Regions from separate parts of the Mus musculus genome. Here all the other regions are linked to region 1. The links are chromatin contacts, called in public HiChIP or PLAC-seq maps. All regions are on one chromosome and are shown on one strand. Each heading gives the region's core, a stretch centred on a gene start, on an enhancer-like site or on the middle of the called end of the contact. The rest is flanking DNA. Distances are from core to core; before and after follow the strand shown. Region 1 holds the start of Gkn3 (gastrokine 3). Region 2 holds the start of Copg1 (coatomer protein complex, subunit gamma 1). Region 3 has its middle 22 kb from the start of D6Ertd527e.

Evidence for each region. HiChIP or PLAC-seq counts read pairs in DNA pulled down with a chosen protein or histone mark.
Region 2: a contact with region 1 is called in a FOXA1 HiChIP or PLAC-seq map of pancreatic cancer cells. The contact joins the promoter of Copg1 here to the promoter of Gkn3 in region 1. A contact is called at or near these places in 2 of 115 datasets of contacts at active chromatin or transcription factors (large pre-B cells and pancreatic cancer cells).
Region 3: a contact with region 1 is called in a FOXA1 HiChIP or PLAC-seq map of pancreatic cancer cells. The contact joins the enhancer-like site here to the promoter of Gkn3 in region 1. A contact is called at or near these places in 6 of 39 promoter capture datasets (the 3T3-L1 cell line, HPC-7-derived erythroid cells, frontonasal cranial neural crest and 2 more), 1 of 15 datasets of contacts at CTCF or cohesin (the NIH/3T3 cell line), 5 of 484 Hi-C or Micro-C datasets (the HL-1 cell line, bone marrow-derived macrophages, ganglionic eminence and 2 more), 8 of 115 datasets of contacts at active chromatin or transcription factors (double positive thymocytes, embryonic basal ganglia, embryonic hindbrain and 5 more) and 4 of 9 other capture datasets (adipose tissue, embryonic stem cells, liver and 1 more).

Annotation. Positions count from the first base shown.
Region 1 is chr6:87,387,585-87,390,219 of GRCm38.p6, forward strand. Gkn3 (gastrokine 3) reads right to left here and starts at 1,351. Exons shown (of 6, transcript NM_026860.1): 1 at 1,210-1,351. The coding sequence starts at 1,251.
Region 2 is chr6:87,886,635-87,889,269 of GRCm38.p6, forward strand. It overlaps Copg1 (coatomer protein complex, subunit gamma 1), which reads left to right and starts at 1,306. Exons shown (of 24, transcript NM_017477.2): 1 at 1,306-1,438; 2 at 2,437-2,489. The coding sequence starts at 1,402.
Region 3 is chr6:87,125,928-87,128,562 of GRCm38.p6, forward strand. No RefSeq gene overlaps it. Among named protein-coding and RNA genes, the nearest start is that of D6Ertd527e, 22 kb to the left of the region's middle. Within about 2 kb of position 1,309, at least 35 of the 459 cell types and tissues checked have an H3K27ac peak or open chromatin away from gene starts, as enhancers often do. A contact at or near this core is called in the HL-1 cell line, liver and pancreatic cancer cells, where this site is marked.

The sequences.
Region 1 (2,635 bases), core at 101-2,600:
TCAGGAGGCAAGGTTTTGTCAGTCACTCAAGGACACTCCTATGTGGCTTCTACTGTCAATCACTGGGATAGATTTAGCCAACCTGACAGGGTAGGATCAGCCTGGACCACTATAGCTCAGGCCTCCCACTCTTCCTTTTTGTGCTACCTCTCTACTTCCAGGGCTGGGCACATCCTCTACTCCAGCTCTTGATCCAAACCCCAAATCTCACAGTCAGCCCTATTCCGCCTCTGCCCACCCTCCATCCCCCCTGGAAACTGACACCCTCCAGGCTTCCTTTCCTCTGAATTCTCTTACCTTGCCTAAGAAGAAAGCTACTCACTGTTATTTGCATACTATTTTGGGGGAAATTATGTTAGAATGTACCTAGGCCTTAAAATATTTAAGTTGTTCAGTTCCTCTATGTGGTGTGCTCTGCCCATCAAGGGAGTTTTCTGCAGCAGACATTAATAAAAGAATAGGGGGCTGGGTTAAGCTAGCCATAGTTTCTTGTGTACTTGAGGCTGGCCCAGCTCAAGTGCACCCATCATGACAAGTGGGACTGGCAGGGTCCTCCCTTCTCTTAACATCCATGAAAAGTCGGCATCTGGCTTCAGTAACAAACGGGGCCCCTGAAAGTCAAAGGAAGCGGCTATTCTACAGTGTTATCATCACCACAGTGCAGTGCAGCGCAGCTGCCATAGACACAGAGCTGCAGAGGGTGAAGCTGCTTTAGTGAAAGCTGGATGTGGTCGTGCCTGCCTTGAATGCCAGCACCCAGGAGACTTAGATGGAGGATTTGGAAAGTCTGAGACAAGCCACAGCGAGTCAAAGTAGCCTGGACTACAGAATGAGGCCTTGTCTTAAAAAAGCCAGAGGGACAAAAAGCACTCTATCCCAGCTGGCCCCACATGCATCTAAGCTATTCCCCACTGGCAATTTGTAAATACGGAAAACCACTGCAGACAAGACTCCAGCATATGAGTATCTACCTGGCCTCCAAAGAGTCTTGACTTTTAAGAAATTAGTTATTGATTCCATTAGAGGACACCCTTCCTTCAGATTCTCCAAAACAGAAGTGCCAACAGAAGATTGCACACCCAATCATCGTTTGAAAATTCTGCCTGGGTTGATTTGAACAGTTCCTGGGGCAGGGAGGATCCAGACCTCCTTGGCTGGTCTGACTGGGATATATATATGCTCCACATTCAAAGTTAAAGATGTACTCACAAGGCGTCTCATGTTGTCTCTCTCCAGCGAATGCAACGGCATGCATAATACAATTTTCTATGATCCGTTCATTTCCCAAGTCTAGTTTATATAGACTTCAGCCTCTCAGGTCTCACTATGATAAGGGGCTCAGGGACTGGTTATCTACGATCCAGAAACCATTAGGGGGAAAGCTAGTTATGTAATTACGGTTATCATTTCCTTTTACTAGATCCGAGTGTTTTTCTTTCTCTCAATAGCTCGGCAGGTTCCAAGGCAAACACTGGATAAGAATAGGTCTTTGTGGCTCGTGTACTCCTGACCCCAGAGCCACTGTGTAAGGACTTATAAGCTGCTGATACAAAATCAAGGGGATCACACTTGAACTTCTTGATTTCTGAAAAGTATTCTTTTCCTAACAGTGAGAGCGGGTCGAAGAAACCTCATAAAACCCAAGAGACAAACTGATTTACAAGATTATTGATTGGCAAACAGTCTTGTCCCTTCCTCATCCAAACACAGATCACACAGTTTGCTCTGCACCCTCTGCCTCCACCAACTTCATCTCTATTCATTTCTTCAATGCCCTCTCTGTCTGACGTAGCTCAGGTCCCAGTGAACTCTCTGATGCTTGGTCCCACTAATGTGGATTTTCTGGTTTGCCTCTTCATTTCAGGGTAGTTTTTCTACCAAATCAAACCAAACCAAACCAAACAAAACCTTTGACTTGCTGCAGAACTACTGAGACATGAGGAACTCTGACCCTCACACAGTAGCACCAATTCAAGGGCTTTCACACACTTGTTTTTTCAAGCTCTGATTGGTGGCGCCCCAGACGTCTGGATGAAATTCAATTCCCTAGAGTCAGACATTTCTTTCAAGAGGAGGATTACAGAGATGACCCTGGGCATCAACGTGATCAGAGCAAGGAAGGCAGGCAGGCAGCTCAGCCCTGACTGGGCTCGGTGCAATTTGGCTATGGGAAGAGCAAATAGCTAGGCTTTGGAAACTGCCAGGTCACTCAGGGTTGAGATAACACCATAATCCCATCTGCAGTGTTCCTGATACTTTATAAAAAACAACACACGGCCCACATACTCAGCCACCACTGTGTCAGCAAAACAGATTACAGAAGATTACAAGGAAATATAACTACATGTGTTTATATGTGCCTTATAAATAGAACTTATAGGCCAATACCACAGTCATGATTTCAGCTTTGTAGTGCCAGTGGTGTGGGTTGGGAGGAACTGCGCTGTTAACCATTTTGCAAATGAAGACAGATTAATGGTGCCAATCACATTCAACTCCTACCTCTGCACTAGCCAGTACTATGACTGCACAGCTAAAATGTGAGTTCGAATTTCTGGACTTCAAAGGATCAAACTGTATGTATTTCCTTCCAACCACAATGTCCTTTAGAGTTAATTTATATTCAGCTGCAGAT
Region 2 (2,635 bases), core at 56-2,555, 500 kb after region 1:
TTAAAACTGCAAACACTGCCAGCCTACAAGCAGCCTGCCACATAGTAAGTGTGTTTGTTTTGGAGGAGACAGTCTTTAGATTCTTTAAATTGGTGTTATAGGGCAGATAATAAGAATAAAATCTGTTGTTTATATTTTCTATTTGTAACTGAGCTTTTAACCCTGGTTATGTAATGATAAGTCAGACATATTTTGTACTACTGGATAATCATTAGCTTGTCTTTGTTCTGTGAAACTTGTGTAAATAAAGACGCTCTTGGTTGCTAGTCAGTCAGAGCAACAGAAATGGCCTGATCTCTAATAAGTAAGTCAGAGTTACAGAAATGGCCTGATTGCTATCAAGTCAGAGCTGCTAAATTCCCCTAACTATCTGGCTTGGCTTGCCTCACCCTCTCCCCTTGCCTAATACTCATCTTCTCTGTGGGCCAATTTGTCAGCAACAATATTTGAATTCCTTGTCAAACCACAAGTTTTATAGTATTTGGTAGAAAAGACTCATTTAATAATTTTCACAACTGAACCTGGCCCTCAGACTTGGCAGCAAGCACCTTAACTTAGCGGCTGAGCCATCTCATTGGCTCTATTTTTTGAGGTGGAAGTCATGTAGGTCTGGTGCAGGGGGATGGCCTTGAACTTCTCATCCTCCTTTCTCTGCCTCATGAGTGTTGAAATTACTCGCTATGTCCAGTTATATCTCAATGTTAAAGCACAAATGTACATAACTCTATTCATTGCCTTACAAAGCTAGACTCGGATGGAATCGGTTCCTTGGCTAGCAACAGATGCCCTTTTCCCTCTCACCACCATCTCTGTCATGGTGACTCCTCTGGCCTCAATCCTTGGGGCCAGTGAACTTGTTTGAGAGCAGCTTCCCAATAAATTTGCCCTTAAAATATTCTAACCTGACTTGAATTGGCTCATTTTACCGGTGGCGGAAAAATAACCTATTAGTGAGACTTACTTCCGGAAAATGACAATAAAGAGTAGCAGGGAACATGTATGGGGTCAGCGTGCTGCATGCAACCCTCCCATCAGAATGCCCTTTAAATTCAGCCAGGGGTAACTGCAAACACAGCAGCCACAGGACCACAAGGGGGCGCAGAAGCGGAGCACCCGCAACCGCAGGTCTAGGCTCCGCCTCCAGTGTCTAGCCACGCCCACTTTCCTGGGTCTCACCCCTCCCCTTCCGCCCTCTTCCACCTAGGTTTTGGCAATCTCCGGACAGGCAATGAAAAAGGTGGGCGCAGTTGTGCGCAGGCGCAGACAACAGAGTGCGCAGGCGCAGTCCATAGTGCAGTGCTCAGGGCGACGTGGCGGGCGGGAGTACGGAAGCCGCAGGGAGAAGCTGTTCTCACCGCTACTCTGAGCATCTTCCTGCTGCGTGGAGCTACCGCTGACACCATGTTGAAGAAATTCGACAAGAAGGACGAGGAGTCTGGTGAGGGCCCCTTGAAAGACCTGGGGAGGTCAGATCCTCGTAGGGGTTCATGGGACCTTCCTTGGCTTCCTTCTTCCGGGCCTCTGTCAGAGCCAGATCCGAGGCCCAAGAGGGGCAGGGGCTTGTGCGCAGGTCCATCTATATCTGTTCTCGGAGGAAACGTGCTGTTTGCCCTCTCCAGCTCTGGCCAGGATTTCTGCGTGACCTTGTGCGGGTAACACTCCTCTCTGGGCCTCAGTTTCCCCATCTTGTCAGAGGAGGTTCCCAGGCTGGATGTTACCTTGCATTTCACCCGACCTCTTGGTATTTGCTGCGATAATTCTTTGCCTATCTGGGTGTAACCAGTCCTACAGTTAATAACCCTGACCGTTTCATTCATTCAATAAACTACAATTACTGAACATCAGGCACCTCACTGATCATAATATTACAGTAGCTAAAGCAAGTTCGATACTAGATGCCTGCAATAGGAATGTTAGGATGGAGAGCCCAGACAGTAACCAGATAATCGCATGCATAATTTTTTAATGTAATATCTGCTGTCAGGGAAACTCAGTCACAGGTTAGTTAGTGTTGGTTGTCTCCGACACATAGATTCATTTAAGTTCTGGTTGCATAGATCAGTGCCAATTATTGAACCCTAAAATGCTCAGAAAGAATGCTTAGGTGACTGTGAGAGAGCCTTGACGGCCTCTGGTAGATGATAGAGACTTCCTTCTCTCTTCCTCGTGTTTGGCAGGTTTAGGGTCACAGTTCGGGGCTGTAACTCAGTTGATAGAGTGCTTGCTTAGCTTGGGTGAAGCCCTGTGTATGATCCACAGTACCATGTAAACCAGGAGGCCGAGGCGGGAAGATCAGATGCACAAGAGCCGACCTCTGCTACATTTTGAGTTAAAGGCTAGCATGCGATACATGAGAGTCTGTGTCAGCACAGGAAAAAGGAGAAAAGCAGTTCATTCAAGATCACAACCGTAATCAGTCTTCTCTGTGCACTGCAGGTGGAGGCTCCAACCCCCTCCAGCACCTGGAGAAGAGTGCCGTACTCCAAGAGGCAAGTGCCACCATGCCTGTGTCTGGTCAGGAATACCTGCCAGCCCTGCTGTCAGATACTAACATACATGGAGTGCTGGTTTATAAAGCCTGGGTCCAGGAAGATGGGACTTTATTCATTGTATTTGCTAGTGTGGCTAGTATTAG
Region 3 (2,635 bases), core at 59-2,558, 260 kb before region 1:
TGGTTTTGTCCGACTTACTGGAAGGGAGTGTAACTAAGGAGCTCTCTGTGGCAGGAACTCAGCCAGGAGCCATTCATTAGTGGTGATAGTCCCAGCAGCTTGGGCACAAGGTTCTAGCCTTGTAGAGGGGTTCGGAGCAGAGAGCAGCCTTTGGTGTCATGCTGTCAGAGCGGAGTATTCTATCCTGCTGGTTCTAATTTGTCTCATTTCCTGGGAACTTACATGAGCTGTAACTAACTGGTGAACTGCATTAAGCTGTTGTTACTGTAGCTGATACTGAGGCTTGAGGTGGATCCTGGTCACCTCCATCTTCTGCTAGCTTCTCACTTTCAGCCAGCATCCCTGACTTGTCTGGATAGCAGTCAGATGGACCAATCAGATCCTTATCCCTGTAGGGTCTGAGGTTGGGTGGCCTTTCTTGTCCATTTGTTATAAACCTGGAGCTCCGAGGAACTGGGATGGGTCCCATGAGGCCCCCGTGTTGAACCTGCTCCACTGTTTCCTGGTACTTGGTAGCAGTACCCCACAGGCGCTCCAGTGTTTGGACTTAGGATTTACCACAGCCTTTTCAGCGTCTCAGGCTTTTCTCCCTGACCCCAGAGCTCTACTTTTGGGTTCCCTGCCTCTGAAACTCCACTGTGTCTGTCATACTATGATGTCTTCAGACTGATGGATTTTTTTGGTCACCATAGATAGTCATGTAAGCAGAGACCTTAAGCCCCTGACCTATCTGCATCTATAGAGATATCTCTATAGATGCAGATATGCATGCACGTGGACTCTGTCCTTCTGGAGAATTCTAGGATGCAGGGCTGAGGGTTGGGGGAGGGGAAGAGGGTTTAATAGGTGAATCATTTAGGTGCTTAGGACAATGCCTCGATTCCATCTGCCACTATGTGGCTCCTGGCGGATGCATATACACAACAGAGCATTGGTGTTCCACAGAACTGTAGAAAGCGGGGCAGACTCTGTGGACATTAGTATCTGGTAAGGCATCAAAAGCAAGTTCAGGATAATAGACACACCAGGCTCATGGGGCTGTTAACAGCAGGGCCAGTTGAGGCGAGGTCAGGCGCCGCTCTCTCTGTTTTCTTAATCTTCTGTATATCAGCAAATGTTCAGAATTAAGTTTAGTTAATTAAAAGAGAAACAGAGAGCAAGTGAGCATTAATGTCCACAAGCAGTCACATGACTGAACTTAACAGCAGCCGAAGAGAGGGTCCTTTCTGGCAGGTGTGCACATGTACATGCTCGTACAGCAGCTGGACTCCTGACTGAGGCAGACATGCTGCGTGCTCCACCCGTTATGGGATAGCAGAGATCCGGTCCCGTGACAGGATGCTAAGTAAACAAATGAGGTAAAAATAGAGCTGGCTCTTCTAATGAAGGCCAGGGCTGGCATTCCCTGCTGCTGTCCTACTCTGCATTCCTTGCATTTGTTTTTATTTTTCTTTCCAAGTGAAAAGCAGAAAGGGACTTTGACCCAGTTGACATGGAGTGTATGTATGTACACATTGAGAAGTGACCCAGAGAGGACAGAGTGAATGAGCTGTCAGAAGGAGCCATCCAATACCACCTAGGGAGAGCCCACACTGGGGAATACTTGAATATTTGCTTGAAGGGCATGGGGAAGTGGAACTGAGATCTTAATTACTGGTGTGTGCTCTCCCCCTCTCCTCTCCCCACACCGCTCTCCCCTCCCCCTTGCTTCCCCACTCTCTGTGCATCCACAGTTGTGTATCTGTGTGTAGAGAGCGCAGGTTATAGGTGTCTTCCCTGGTCACTCTCCACCTTATTTTAAAAATTACACTATTACTTACAGGTGTGTGGGTGTGCACAGCACAGCCTCTGCGCAAAAGCTGGAGGACAACCGCTTTCTTTCAGGAGTCATTTTGTTTCCTCCACTCTGTGAGTCCCAGGGATCGAACTCAGACTGTCTGGGTTGGTGGCAAGTGCCTTCACACTGAGCAACATCACTGGCTCACCCATGTTATCTTTGAGACAACGTCTCTTATTGATCCCACATTCATCAGTTCAGCTAACCAGGCTGGCTGTGACCTTTGACCTCCACTTCTCCAGATCCTGGATTAAATCCTGGGTCCAGATTTTATGTGGGGGCTGGGAATTCTAACTCAAGGCTCCATGCTTACATGAGAAGTACTTTCTGGCTGCTTGTTTGCTTTTATGTTTGTTTTTTCTTGAGACAGAGTCTCACTATGTTGCCCTGGCTAGCCAGAACCAGGAACTTGCAGAGATTCCCCTGCCTCTGCTGAGACCAAAAGCAAATGCCACCATACCTGGTGACCTAAGTTCCTCAAAGGAAATCCTATCCAAGACGTAGTTTTCATATCTATTGCTAGTTTTCTTGAATGCTTGGGAATGAGATTCCTTGGAAACGAGGTTCCTTGTTTACATTTATCTGCACAACCGACATTGGTTGGCTGGTAACTCTGTGACCCGCAGTGCGTGTATGGATTATTGGTGACTGGGATGCACTGATGGTCTACAACTGAGGGACACAGAGCAGCAGCAGGACCCTGCCTCCTCTGAAATCCCATTTTCAGCCACAAACAGGGCAATTCTTCTTTCCCCTTTCTTGCTCAGCCTGCCTGTTTGGCAAGATGGTGAGACCCTG